Linked DNA regions of Hordeum vulgare: regions 1 and 3 are each linked to region 2. A link is a contact called in public Hi-C and HiChIP or PLAC-seq data. All regions are on one chromosome and are shown on one strand. Each heading gives the region's core, a stretch centred on a gene start, on an enhancer-like site or on the middle of the called end of the contact. The rest is flanking DNA. Distances are from core to core; before and after follow the strand shown. Region 1 holds the start of LOC123412052 (protein CREG1). Region 2 holds the start of LOC123407834 (chaperone protein dnaJ 16-like). Region 3 holds the start of LOC123411211 (putative DNA glycosylase At3g47830).

The links. A called contact is a pair of places that touch in the nucleus more often than the background predicts. HiChIP or PLAC-seq counts read pairs in DNA pulled down with a chosen protein or histone mark.
Region 1: a contact with region 2 is called in an H3K4me3 HiChIP or PLAC-seq map of embryo, with 8 times the contacts expected there. The contact joins the promoter of LOC123412052 here to the promoter of LOC123407834 in region 2. A contact is called at or near these places in 1 of 6 Hi-C or Micro-C datasets (seedling) and 1 of 1 datasets of contacts at active chromatin or transcription factors (embryo).
Region 3: a Hi-C map of seedling shows a contact between it and region 2, with 5 times the contacts expected there. The contact joins the promoter of LOC123411211 here to the promoter of LOC123407834 in region 2. A contact is called at or near these places in 4 of 6 Hi-C or Micro-C datasets (leaf and seedling) and 1 of 1 datasets of contacts at active chromatin or transcription factors (embryo).

Annotation. Positions count from the first base shown.
Region 1 is chr7H:101,595,127-101,598,841 of MorexV3_pseudomolecules_assembly, forward strand. It overlaps LOC123412052 (protein CREG1), which reads right to left and starts at 1,702. Exons shown (of 6, transcript XM_045105006.1): 1 at 1,347-1,702; 2 at 440-475; 3 at 143-344. The coding sequence starts at 1,666.
Region 2 is chr7H:100,790,800-100,794,828 of MorexV3_pseudomolecules_assembly, forward strand. It overlaps LOC123407834 (chaperone protein dnaJ 16-like), which reads right to left and starts at 1,315. Exons shown (of 12, transcript XM_045101062.1): 1 at 856-1,315; 2 at 259-382; 3 at 100-182; 4 at 1-12. The coding sequence starts at 1,016.
Region 3 is chr7H:101,431,360-101,435,045 of MorexV3_pseudomolecules_assembly, forward strand. LOC123411211 (putative DNA glycosylase At3g47830) reads right to left here and starts at 2,276. Exons shown (of 5, transcript XM_045104154.1): 1 at 1,873-2,276; 2 at 1,573-1,773; 3 at 769-825; 4 at 422-669. The coding sequence starts at 2,202. The coding sequence ends at 427.

The DNA of each region.
Region 1 (3,715 bases), core at 452-2,951, 800 kb after region 2:
GACTACAACAAGCCTAGTATTAAGTGTGAAGATAGAAACCAGAAATAGAGCATTGAAATTCTGCCAAAGTTAAGCAAATATGTAACAGGGACATAAACAGAAAGTGAGCAATCATCTTATGATGTATGTATGTTGTTATTACCTTTCCGGTAAGAGTAAGTTTTGCACATGTTGGGTTTTCAGGATCAACCTTCCCACAGGTGCCAAGAGGGAACTCACTAAGGGTAAAGGACGTCCTTTCATCCTCCAATGCATCTCTTGCAGTGGGATCCAGAGTAGTCAGATAAAAGTACGGAATACCATGGCTCTCACCTGGTACCCCGTCACTATATGAAACTACATTGCTGTGTGCAGAATAAGCATGGAACTAGTTCAACAATCAGTCAATACTCAAGACAAAGCATTCACGATTAGCCAAAGTGCGTGAATTAGGAATTACCCAAACGGAGCGCCACTTAGATCACTTGATATTGTGCTGCAAAGAAAATGGCAAAGCATTAGTGAGTGCCGCAGTCAAATACACACTAATAATGCGATACTGAAGTATCACAATCATAGCAAGAACCAACCTAAAAGTCTGTTAAATCCCAGTTCTAAGATATCTTTCCTTATACACATACTGGAGATGGCGGTGATGTTCCGGTTGCAAGCCACCTAAAATAACCTATCTATGGGCAAGTGGAACTATCTTGCTATGATCTCCAGCTTTTGGTGGTTCTAAACATGTAATATGATTCTATACTTACAGTAGCGCTGTTTCTTAGTTGCTTAGTTTTCTGGTTTTTATTATTATTTCGGAGTCGATTCACTGTGAGTTGTGACCATCAATTTATTGTATGGACTATGGGGATTGAGTTGTCACATGATTGGAGTTATTTTGATTACTTCCCAGCAGAGCATGTGGTTCAAGCTAGTTGTTTGTAAAACCTAAAAACTAGAAGGTGGGCAGTACGTTACACATACTGAACTCAGCGTAACAAACACCGAAACCTGTCTGGTATTCTTTCAGCCTAGCATCGCTTGGTTCGTGCCAGATTCTACCCCTCAAATTCTGGAATACCCGAGTTAATTGGGTACTTGGGTGTCTGACGCCTGAGCGCCAATTCAGCGTCTCAGACGCTCTACAAAGGACTCCGATTCTCCAAAGTAGCGCAGCAATTTTCCAAACTAGGCCTCGAGCAATTACTAACTCGTACTTCAACTGCGGTTCAGTGGACACCCTGCCCAACTGCAATTCTGAACTGGCAAGAGCCAATTCGATCAAAACCGCGTGTTGCCAAAGAACTCGGTTACCATACAGGGGATCAGAGAGAGAAGGTGGGTGGTATTTGGTAGGTGGGGGGAACCTGAGGACGCCCCAGGTGTTCTGCGCGGCGAGCCACCTGGCGGTGGCCGCGGCCTCGGACGGGGCGGGCTTGCGGTTGCCGGCGACGAGGGGGCGGCCGGCGACGGCGGGGGCCGGCAGCAGGAGCGCGAGCAGGAGGAGGGGGAGGGCGGCGGCGAGGCCGGCAGGGGAACGCATGATTCTCTCCGTGTGGCTCGGTTGTCCTGTCGTGCGGGAGTGGGACTCGCTGCCCTGCTCGACGGCGACGTTTTGTAGGCCGTTTCCCGTTGCAGAAGATAAGGAGGACGAACAGAATACACGATCAGGATGGATGGGCTGCATTTACTCATGCGTATGAGTGTGGAACTTTTGGTCTGTCTGTTTTTTATGCAGCATGGGGGCCTGGAAAAGGGATCGAGATGGGGAATATTCATTTCTGAGCCTGCACTCAGTTAAAATATATTTTTACAAAAAAACCAGAAAATCAAAGAACTTTTAAAAAATGCATGGTAGATAATTTAATGCGTAAGGTGCGCTCTAAATTTTAGATTATTTGGACATACAAGTAGCTCTCAGAAAAAAGATAAATTAGATCCAAACAATACATGAACAGTAAATTTTTGTACAGAGCCTAAATTTGTCTTTTGAAGGGATGGGCCAAAGAAGAGATCGGTGAAGGTATGTACCGTCGGCTTGTTTTGGGTGTGTTAAATTACATGGGTTTTAGAACAGTGGGAGCTGAGCCCAGATTTGCTAGCTGAAGTGTTTCCTATTTGTATTTCATATTCTTTATTTTTTTTGCGTGTTTTCAAGTTTGTTTTAAAAAATACACAAATATGTTGTGTTGGATGATTTTTAAAAATAATGAACATTTTCTAAATTTGGTGTAAATTATATAAATTTCGTAAATAAAATGAAAAGGGAATTGATAAAAAAGGAGAAAAATATATAAAGAAAAACTGATGGAGAAAGGAAAATAAACAAACCCCGAAGAAGACTTAAAGACCCCCTGAAAAAGCGTTCCAAAACAATGGTAGCCAACAAACGAAAAAAATATTGTCTTGCCTCGCTTTGTTAGTGGGCCCTGGCCCACTATACACGCGATGGATAAATCATCGATAAGTTGACACAATGATTAACATATAGATTTTTCCAAGGGCATCTTTGGGGGCCTCCCTCATTTCTCTTCCAATTGTATACTAGTCAAAGGCATTTAATGGCAAGTTCATATGAACAAGATAATTTTGAATATACATTGAATACAAACTGAACACTTCTTCTTTTTTGTGAAAAATTGAGCAGTTCTTACAAGTATTGTTTTAGGTTTGTAATCTCATGTCGAGTTACAATGTTTGTGATAAAATTTGATTTTCATTAAATTTCCAAAATATGTCAAGACTCCTTTGGCTAGTTTAAAATTACATTTAGTATTCACAAGATACACCCCCCTCCACAAAAATATTCACAAGATAGTGGTTCATGGGATCATATTTTGTTCAGAAAAGGTCGTCTCCATGCATTCAATATCACTTGAAAGTATGGAATACAACCAAGGGTGTAGCTAGGGGATGATTGAACGACATGCAACACTCGACAAATACCTTTTCCAAAAAAAAAATCATCATGTATGGCCATATATACATCAAACATGTATAAGCATTGTAGCATCTTTTCTATGTGGAGTTAAATTCATGAAAAATAATGATGAACAACGTCATGAGTTCCTACCTGGGCTAAAATATGATTTTGGATTGAGAGACGGCCATACGGGCTTGAAGGTTTCTAATCGGGCTGGATGTAGTAGTCATGCTTCAACTAGAAACGCCCCGTAATTGCAAAGTTTGGGAGGACAAGCGTGTGGTAGGACGGTATCCTTGCCGTCCAACTGCGTTTTGGGATTCCTTTATGTCAGTTCACTGTCAACCTTTGTCTCCTATTCTTGCGCCTAATACATGGTGGGTAGAGAGGCTAAATTTTGTGTTTTGACCCTTTTCGACAAGTTTAGCAGGATCTGGCCTCGTTTGTCAAAAATTTCAGGATCTGACCCTTTTGCCTAGCGTCGGAGGGCATCGTTGTAGCCTAGCACACCCTATCGCCAGAGACCTCGGTGGTAGGGTGATGGTGGCAGACGGCCCGTTAGCTAGCGCTGACGTGGAAAATGGCCTACCGCTAGACCCCCTAGCGGTGGGGTACCTACACCTACTGCCAAGGACCCTAGCGGTAGGCTCGTGAGGCGGGTAAGGATGTGTGGGGTGAGTGGGTGGGCCCCCCATCCACCCATTCACCCTCATTCATTTTCTTCCCCCGAGCTCAGCCCCTTTCTCTTATCTCTCCCCCACCCAAACACCAACTAGATCCCACTCATTTGCTTGAGATTCTACCGGTGGATTT
Region 2 (4,029 bases), core at 65-2,564:
ACACCAAGCTTGCTGCATATATGTGCACAAAATCAAAACAACAGCAAGGCAGAGGCTAGCAAAATACTGGAGGAAAAATGTACCTTTTAGAAAGTTTACCTGAAAATAGCTGCGAACATGGTGTTTACGGTATTGAGACTGGATAGGTCCAGCTCTAATTCCTGGCTATCAGTTTCGATGGCCTGAAACATAGTGCAACAGTTGCCATACCATGCTCAGACAAAATGGTTATCACACACCAGTTCATCAGCTGATTACCTCGAACCCTGACGTGTCGTACTGCCGCCTCTTATGGGGATCCGACAGAATGCTGTAAGAAAACGTGACTTCCTGGAACATTTCTGATGCGACAGGGTCATCGGCATTCTTATCCGGGTGGTACCTGATGAAGTTTACCAGTAACAACAACACTGAAATCAGTACTTCATTTCTACATCAAGCTACCACTACATGCACCAACCAACGTTTAGAAAGAAGAAAAAAAATGGCCCCCCAGCCGCAGAGGTGACACGCAATTGGTGACAGACGTAGCTAAAAACTTCACTAATAAGCACACTGCAGGTATTAGCCAGGATAAGAAGGAAACCCAAAGGCAGAAGATCTATGGCTGTCTAACGTTTATTCATTCCCATCCTTATCCTGGCAATACTACTACCCTAGCTAATACGTACCTGAAACACACGCAAAGCGGCAAAGGTGTCTGAATGATGTCCAAAATGCGCACTTTTCCGCGCACATACGAACGAAACCTACCACCTAAACACGGACACGGCCACACCGGCGAAGGAAAAAAAAAACAGCAGCAGCAGCACGAGGACAGCCCGAATCTGAGACGGAGCCGGCGGACGGCCTTACTTGAGCGCCATGCGGCGGAAGGCGCTCTTGATCTCCTGGTCGGTGGCGGTGCGGGCCACCCCGAGCACCTCGTACGGGTCCTTCCTCTGCGGCGGCGCCGCCGCCGCCGCGGCCGAGTCCCCCTTGTCCGACTTGAACGACCCGAACCTCGACCCCGCCATGGCCGCGGCCCTCCTCCTCCTCTTCCGCCGCCGCCAACCGCTTTCAAACCCCCCGCAATCCCAGCCACGGCACGCGCGGGCGGTGAGATCTCGCCCCCGCAGAACGTGCCGGTTACACGCCCCGCCCGACGCGCGCGCCGCGAGCGGCCGGCCGGACGGAAGGGGAGGCGGCGCGGCGGGATAGGGTCACAGCCCCGTCCCCGTCGCTGCGGCGGGACGTCGGCCGTGCGGGATTCGAAATGGAAGGCGGGGCGAGGTGGCGAGGTGAGGGACGAGGGAGGCCGGCAAAACGAGGAGAGAGAGTGAGGTGGGTGGGTGGGGGAGGTGGCGTCATCATATTATTTGGTGCGCCTCGCTGCGGGGCCCGGCGCTCAGTGGGGTTGGTGCATCCGCAGGCTGGACTGACTGAGCCGAGCGTTGGCTCTGGCTGGCGGTTAACCGGTGGTGCTGGGCCTCGTGCGGCCGTCGGCTGCTCCTGCACGTGAACGGCAGTTGGGCCAGGGTACCCCGGGATAGCGGCTAGTTAAGGCGGGCGCCGGCCGGCCGGCCGGCCGACGTTTTGGTGCCCGCCGGCAAGATCTCCAGCTTCGAGTTTTTCCTTTTCTTTTTAAAAGTCCTCTTCTGTTCGTGAGCACATATGCACCTGCCTTGAACAGTAAATTCGGACAAGATGGTAACAAAAAAAGTTGTGGCAAACAATGTTGAATGTTTCGGGTGCTTGCAAAGTTTCAACGTGGAATGACATTTGAGGAAGTAGTGGCAAAGAAGAAAAGCAGCGCTCCAAAATGCTTTTGGGACCAGGAAACGCTTGAAACATTTGACAATGTTTGCCATGAAAACAGATTTTTTTTAAGAAAAAAAAGAATACCATTTCTTGGTTTAACGTTCGTTGAGGTCGGTATGTGCTCGCGGGCAGATACTTTGTGTCCCTTGACGCGCGACATTGCTGTTAAGTTCCGGTGTCAAATTCTAGCGTGTTAGATGTTGATGTATTTGGCACTTGGAATCCAACCAAACCCACCAATACCAACTCATGTTTGGATGGTAACAATGTAAAATTGTAAACCCTTTCACCCCCCCCCCCCCCCCCGCCCCTTCTCCAACATGCTCTCTCCTTTGTGCAAATGGCTGCCACTGTCATCCCATGTCGTGGCTCGCGGGGGGAACCTTGAACCATCAACCTTTGAAGGGAGCGGGATGCGCGAAAGCCACGTGGTCGCCGTTAGCTCTCATTGGATGTGTGGCGGCAACAGCAGTGGAACACGATGATCTTTCAGCACGAGTCGGTGGTAGAGTCTCACACTGTTATTGTCGTGGTTTTGTCACGACAGTTGTCCTCGTGAAAGGGCTTAGGTGTGAGGCCGTTCCAACTAAGTGGCGGCTTGAATGGGGTTGATTGGAATCGAGAGACGCGAGTTTGCCCAGGTTCGGCCTCTCTGATGGAGGTAAAAGCCTACATACTACTTTTGGTGTTTATTGATGATGATCTCGATTACAAGAGTGCACAATCGCTACCCAGCTCTCGAAGATTTCTCACATGTCCTTCTACCACACGGGCTCCCCTTAGGTGGAGGTCCTACAATTACAACAGAGTCCGGGTCGTATTACAACTCGTGTCTTATTCCACCTCCTACTAACTTTGGGCGAGGGAGAATCTTCACGTCTTCCCTCATGAGCCGGCCCGCCAAATGATGGGCCATGAGCCTGTTGGGCAATGTTGCATGGGAAACAAAAAAATTCCTACGCACACGCAGTACCTATCCATGGTGATGATCATCTACGAGAGGGGAGAGTGAATCTACATACCCTTGTAGATCGCTAAGCGGAAGCGTATATAACGCGGTTGATGTACTGTAACATCTTCACGATCCAAATCACAACACGTCCCGCGATCTCATCATGATCCGTCCCGCAATCCCCATCACGATCCATCCCGCTCTAGTGCCGAACGGACGACACCTCCGCGTTCAGCACACGTACAACTCAATGACGAGCCCCACCTTCTTGATCCAGCAAGAGGGGCGGAGAGGTAGATGAGTTCTTCAGCACGGGGGCGTGGTGGTGGTGGTGGTGAACTAATCCAGTAGGGCTTCGCCTAAGCACCGTCGAACTAGACTAGAGGAGAAACAGATCTAGAGAGAAGTAGAGGGAGCACGTGGCAATTAGGATTAGCTTTTCCCTCCGAATCCTCTAGTATATATAGGAGGGAGGGAGGGGAGAAGGCAGCCACAAAACCCTCAGGGGTTCGGCCGAAATAGGAGGAGGTGGAAGAGTCCACCTCCAATCCTACTCCAAGTAGGATTCCTTTCCTACTTGGACTCATTCCCTTCCTTTCCTTTGGGGTTTTCCCACCTCTAGACACATGGGCCTTAGTGGTTGGTTCGGCCAGCCCACTAGGGGCTGGTTTGACTCCTCCCACGGCCCAAGAGGCCTCTTGGGTCGAGACACCCCTCCCGATGGCCCCTCGGTACCCTCCCGGTCAGCCTCTGCATTCAGTTTTTTCGGTTTGATTCGGTTCGGTTTATACGATTTTTGGTTTATATGGTTTTTATACTTTGGTTTATACGGTTTTATACATAAATACGGTTCGGTTTCGGTAATAAACATTTAATTTCGGTAATAACCAAAATAACCAAAGTTGACGTGAATTTTTGAACTACACATAACCTTTTATCGCATGATTCAATCTGTGTATATAGTTTGTTTTTTATTTTATGTATTGTGTGTACGTAGATTAAATTCTTATATGACATACATGATTTGGTGGCATATAATATATGCCAGAAGACACACCTCAGCTTCCATCTCGTGTGCTAGGCTGCTAGCGATGCTGAGAATTTAGTCCCACCTCGCTCCGCGAGCAACATTGAGATGGCTTGATGGCTATAAAAGGAGGAGCCACGAGAACGAACAACTCATATCTTCGGTTGCTTAACACACAACGAAGCAAACTACGGTTATTTCGGTTTAACCGAAAATTGTTCGGTTTCTAACCGAAAAAACCGAATGTTAA
Region 3 (3,686 bases), core at 1,026-3,525, 640 kb after region 2:
CCTACTCTGCCCTTGTACCACGCTTCTATCTTTGATGGTTGAGTACGGCTTTATCTTGTTTGAATGCTGTCTTATAGGACTGTCCTATTTCACTGACACTAGCTTGCCTTTATATTTTGCCTGCATTGAGTTCCTGTAACAAGGCAGTAGCTTGAGAAGTTTCATCTTCCACTCCGCCAAAATCCAGGATTTGCTTTCTGACGTAGCATGTTTCAGTTATACATTTTTCTTACTTTAGGACTTGGCCCTTTTATTGAGTTTATTTTTAGCCTTGTAGGCATTCTGTACGGTTTATTTTAAGATAGATTTATCAAGTAGTGCCATCCATCAAAGTTCTCCTTCAAAAATAACTGTGTGGTGCACATTATATTTGGTATACAACATTTATCATATTGCTTCGAAACGAGAGAAAATAGCTTACCTTGGCTATTCCTGATTTTCTTCTTTGATACAACAGTAGCTTGCTAAGGGACAAACAGCCTTGACATCCTTGGGTTTCTGGACTCCTAACTTTATCGTACATGATTGACAAAGCTTCCCATGAGTAACAAATAGACAATTCAAGTCAAACTTCAAATCATCAGGAATCTTATTATTCATATGAATGTATGCCTTCTCTCTAGTAGCTGTTGGAGGAACCCAACCAAGAGCCTTTGTAATGCGGAGTACCTATCACAGATATATGTGTTACCCAGTTATCACACATATGTGATGCACGTTTGAACTAATGCTCAGAGCTGAAAAGTTCACCAATAAAGATTCACTTACATGAGTATCTACTGGAAAGTCGTCCTTCTGAAGATAGAACATCAGGACACATGCCACCTGTCAATAACATGCATAGTTATATACTCCCTCCGTTCCTAAATATAAGACCTTTTAGAGATTGTACTATAAACTACATACGGATGTACATAGACATATTTTAGAGTATAGATTCACTCATTTTGCTTCGTATGTAGTCTCCTAGTAAAATACCTAAAAGGTCTTATATTTTGGAACGGAGGGAGTAAATGCCATCAGTCAGATGCTTGCTTACTCCAATGGCCTCGCATTATCCAGAAATCAAACAACCAAAAATATATGGTTAAACAACTAACTAAGCAGCATACAGAAAGTTGTACAAACATTTACAATTACGAACCCTTCTTCATTTACTTTGAACAAGGCTGTTTGTGTTTTTGCTGTGTCAGCCAAACTATCAAAGGCTTAAATCGATGAGCAGGTTTGCAACCATTGTACTCCATATATAAGAACTTTGAAGAATCTCTGCTTGGAAGGCTAAAATTGTAGTTGACGGCTAACGCCAGCCACAGCATTAGTCAATCACAGCCAATGCAAAAAGAACCCGCAGCCATAACCTGCATTGCCTTCTAATCAGTATCTCGTGTCGTGACTCTCATGAGGTAACTACTCTCAGTCAAACTACCTGTTCCTAGCTTTCATCTTTTACAACAAACCAAAAGCACTGCCTTCTTACTTTATCATGAAATTGTAACTTCGCAAACCCCCAACAACCAGAACAGAAAGTTCACTGCAGTGAAACAACAAGAAAGAGATGTGGTAACTCACAGTCTTGGGCCCAATCCCTTTGAACTGCGAGAGCTCCCTCTTCACCTCATCGACGGACAGATCCCGCAGGTACTCAAGGCAAATCGCGCCCCTCTTCTCCCTCACGCCCCTCAGCATCGCCCGGATCCTCGCCGCCTTCGTCGCCGCCAGGCCCCCACACCGGATGGCGTCCTCCAGCCCCATCCCCTCCTCGTCCACCACCTCCAAAACGGAACAATGAAAGATAATGTTAGGTGCGGGAGCTTCTAGAAGCCTCGGGAAGGGGGGTAGTCAGCCATCGAGGATTCGCTGCTACCTTACCTGGTCCCAGGAGGGGAAGGCGGCCTTGAGGGAGGCGAATGCGCGGCGGGAGATGGCGTCCGTGGTGTTCTGCGAGAGGAGGGTGGTGACGAGCCCGTCGAGGACGGTCGGACGCGGGGCCGGCTGGTCGCCCTCGTCCTCCGGCGAGAGGCCGAGGCGGAGGAGGCGGAAGGGCGCGAACTCGTCCGGGAAGCCGTGGAAGGCGAGGAGGGCGTCGCGGACGGCCAGGCATTGCGCGGCGGAGGGGGGGGCGTGGCCATGGTAGGGCTCCAGAGGAGAGTCGCGCCTCGACGGCGAGGCCGGCAGCTTCCGCCTGGGCTTCCGGGTCATCTTGTCGGCTGCGTCCTGGAGGCAGCGGTCGCCGGCGATGCGGGTGGTGGGGAAGGGCAAGTGGGACGTGCGTGGGCCGGTTTTGGGCTTGAGTTGATGTGGACGTGAGAGAACTGCCAAGCCTGGAGCAGTCCTGGCCGGCCGGCCCGGTACGGCCCGCTGTTAAATTGTTATCCAAATTCTATTATATTGAACTAGACGTGGTGTAAACAGTATGGGTTCGTTTACTTGTCCTTCAAGGACTCTCATGCACCACATATATACTCCATGTAGTCGCACCTAAAGATGGCATGTCGTCTCGTGCTTGTAATACTCCATCCTCATAATGATTGCGCCTTCGTGCGTTCGTTGTTTTTCCCCGTAAGGGTTTTTACGTAAAAATTCGTGTCTCTCGTATCTCGTTTATCTCGTTTTATTTAACAAGTGGTATATATAGCTATGGTTTTGTATACGAGATTTTAGATCAAGAGATATTAGGGTTCCGACGTGTGCGCCGCCGCACGCGTCTCTGGCGATCCGAGACCAACAGGATTACCGCTGCTGCGCCATCCTACAAATTTCTGTTGTGTTCCGCTGGGTCCGTCCATACCGAGGCGTTGCAGTCCCAAAAAAACATCGGTCGCGCGCTGTTGCTGCGTACAGCTGAAGCCGCCGCTGTCTGCTGTGCTCCCGAAGAGATTACGCGTCGCTGCTGCTGCTACTTCCCAGCCGCAAAGCACCATCCATCAAGCAAAGTTTCTGCTACTACTCCACGTGGGATCACATGGATCAAGACTCAGGGTGTAAACCTGATTTGATCTAATCTGCTACTAGTACTACTCCACGCGAGGCTAGTACTAGTTTAGTTCTTTTTTGTTCGCCAGCTCCCCAGTACTACCAGGTGCTATTATTCTACTAGTTCTTTGTTCCCCAAATTAATTCTTAAAAAAAAAAATCTGCCGGCTTGCACTACTTTGTGTATACAGATTCATCCATCGGGTACGATCTTTCGCTGTTGGACCGTGACACAAGGTTTACCCTATGGCAAGTCAAGATGCGGGCGTTGTTGGTGCATGCCGACTGCGATGATGCACTGGATAGTTTTGGGAAGAATATAATTGAGGATTGGACTGCTGAGGAGAAAAGAAGGGACTGTAAAGCTTTGTTACAAATTCAACTCCATTTGCATAATAATATTTTGCAAGAAGTTTTGAGCAAGAAAACTGCGGTCGCTCTATGGTTAAAGCTGGAAGGGATTTGCATGATGAAAGATCTCACCAGCAAGACATATCTGAAGCAAAAATTATTCATGCATAGGTTACCCGAGGAAGGTAATGTTTTGAATCATATTTCAGAATTTAAAGAGATCATATCTGATCTAGCTGCAATGGAGGTTAAGTATGACGAGGAAGATACTTCTTTAATGTTACTTTGTTCACTGCCAAGTTCTTATACCAATTTTTGAGACACCATATTATACAGCCATGATACTCTCACGCTTAATG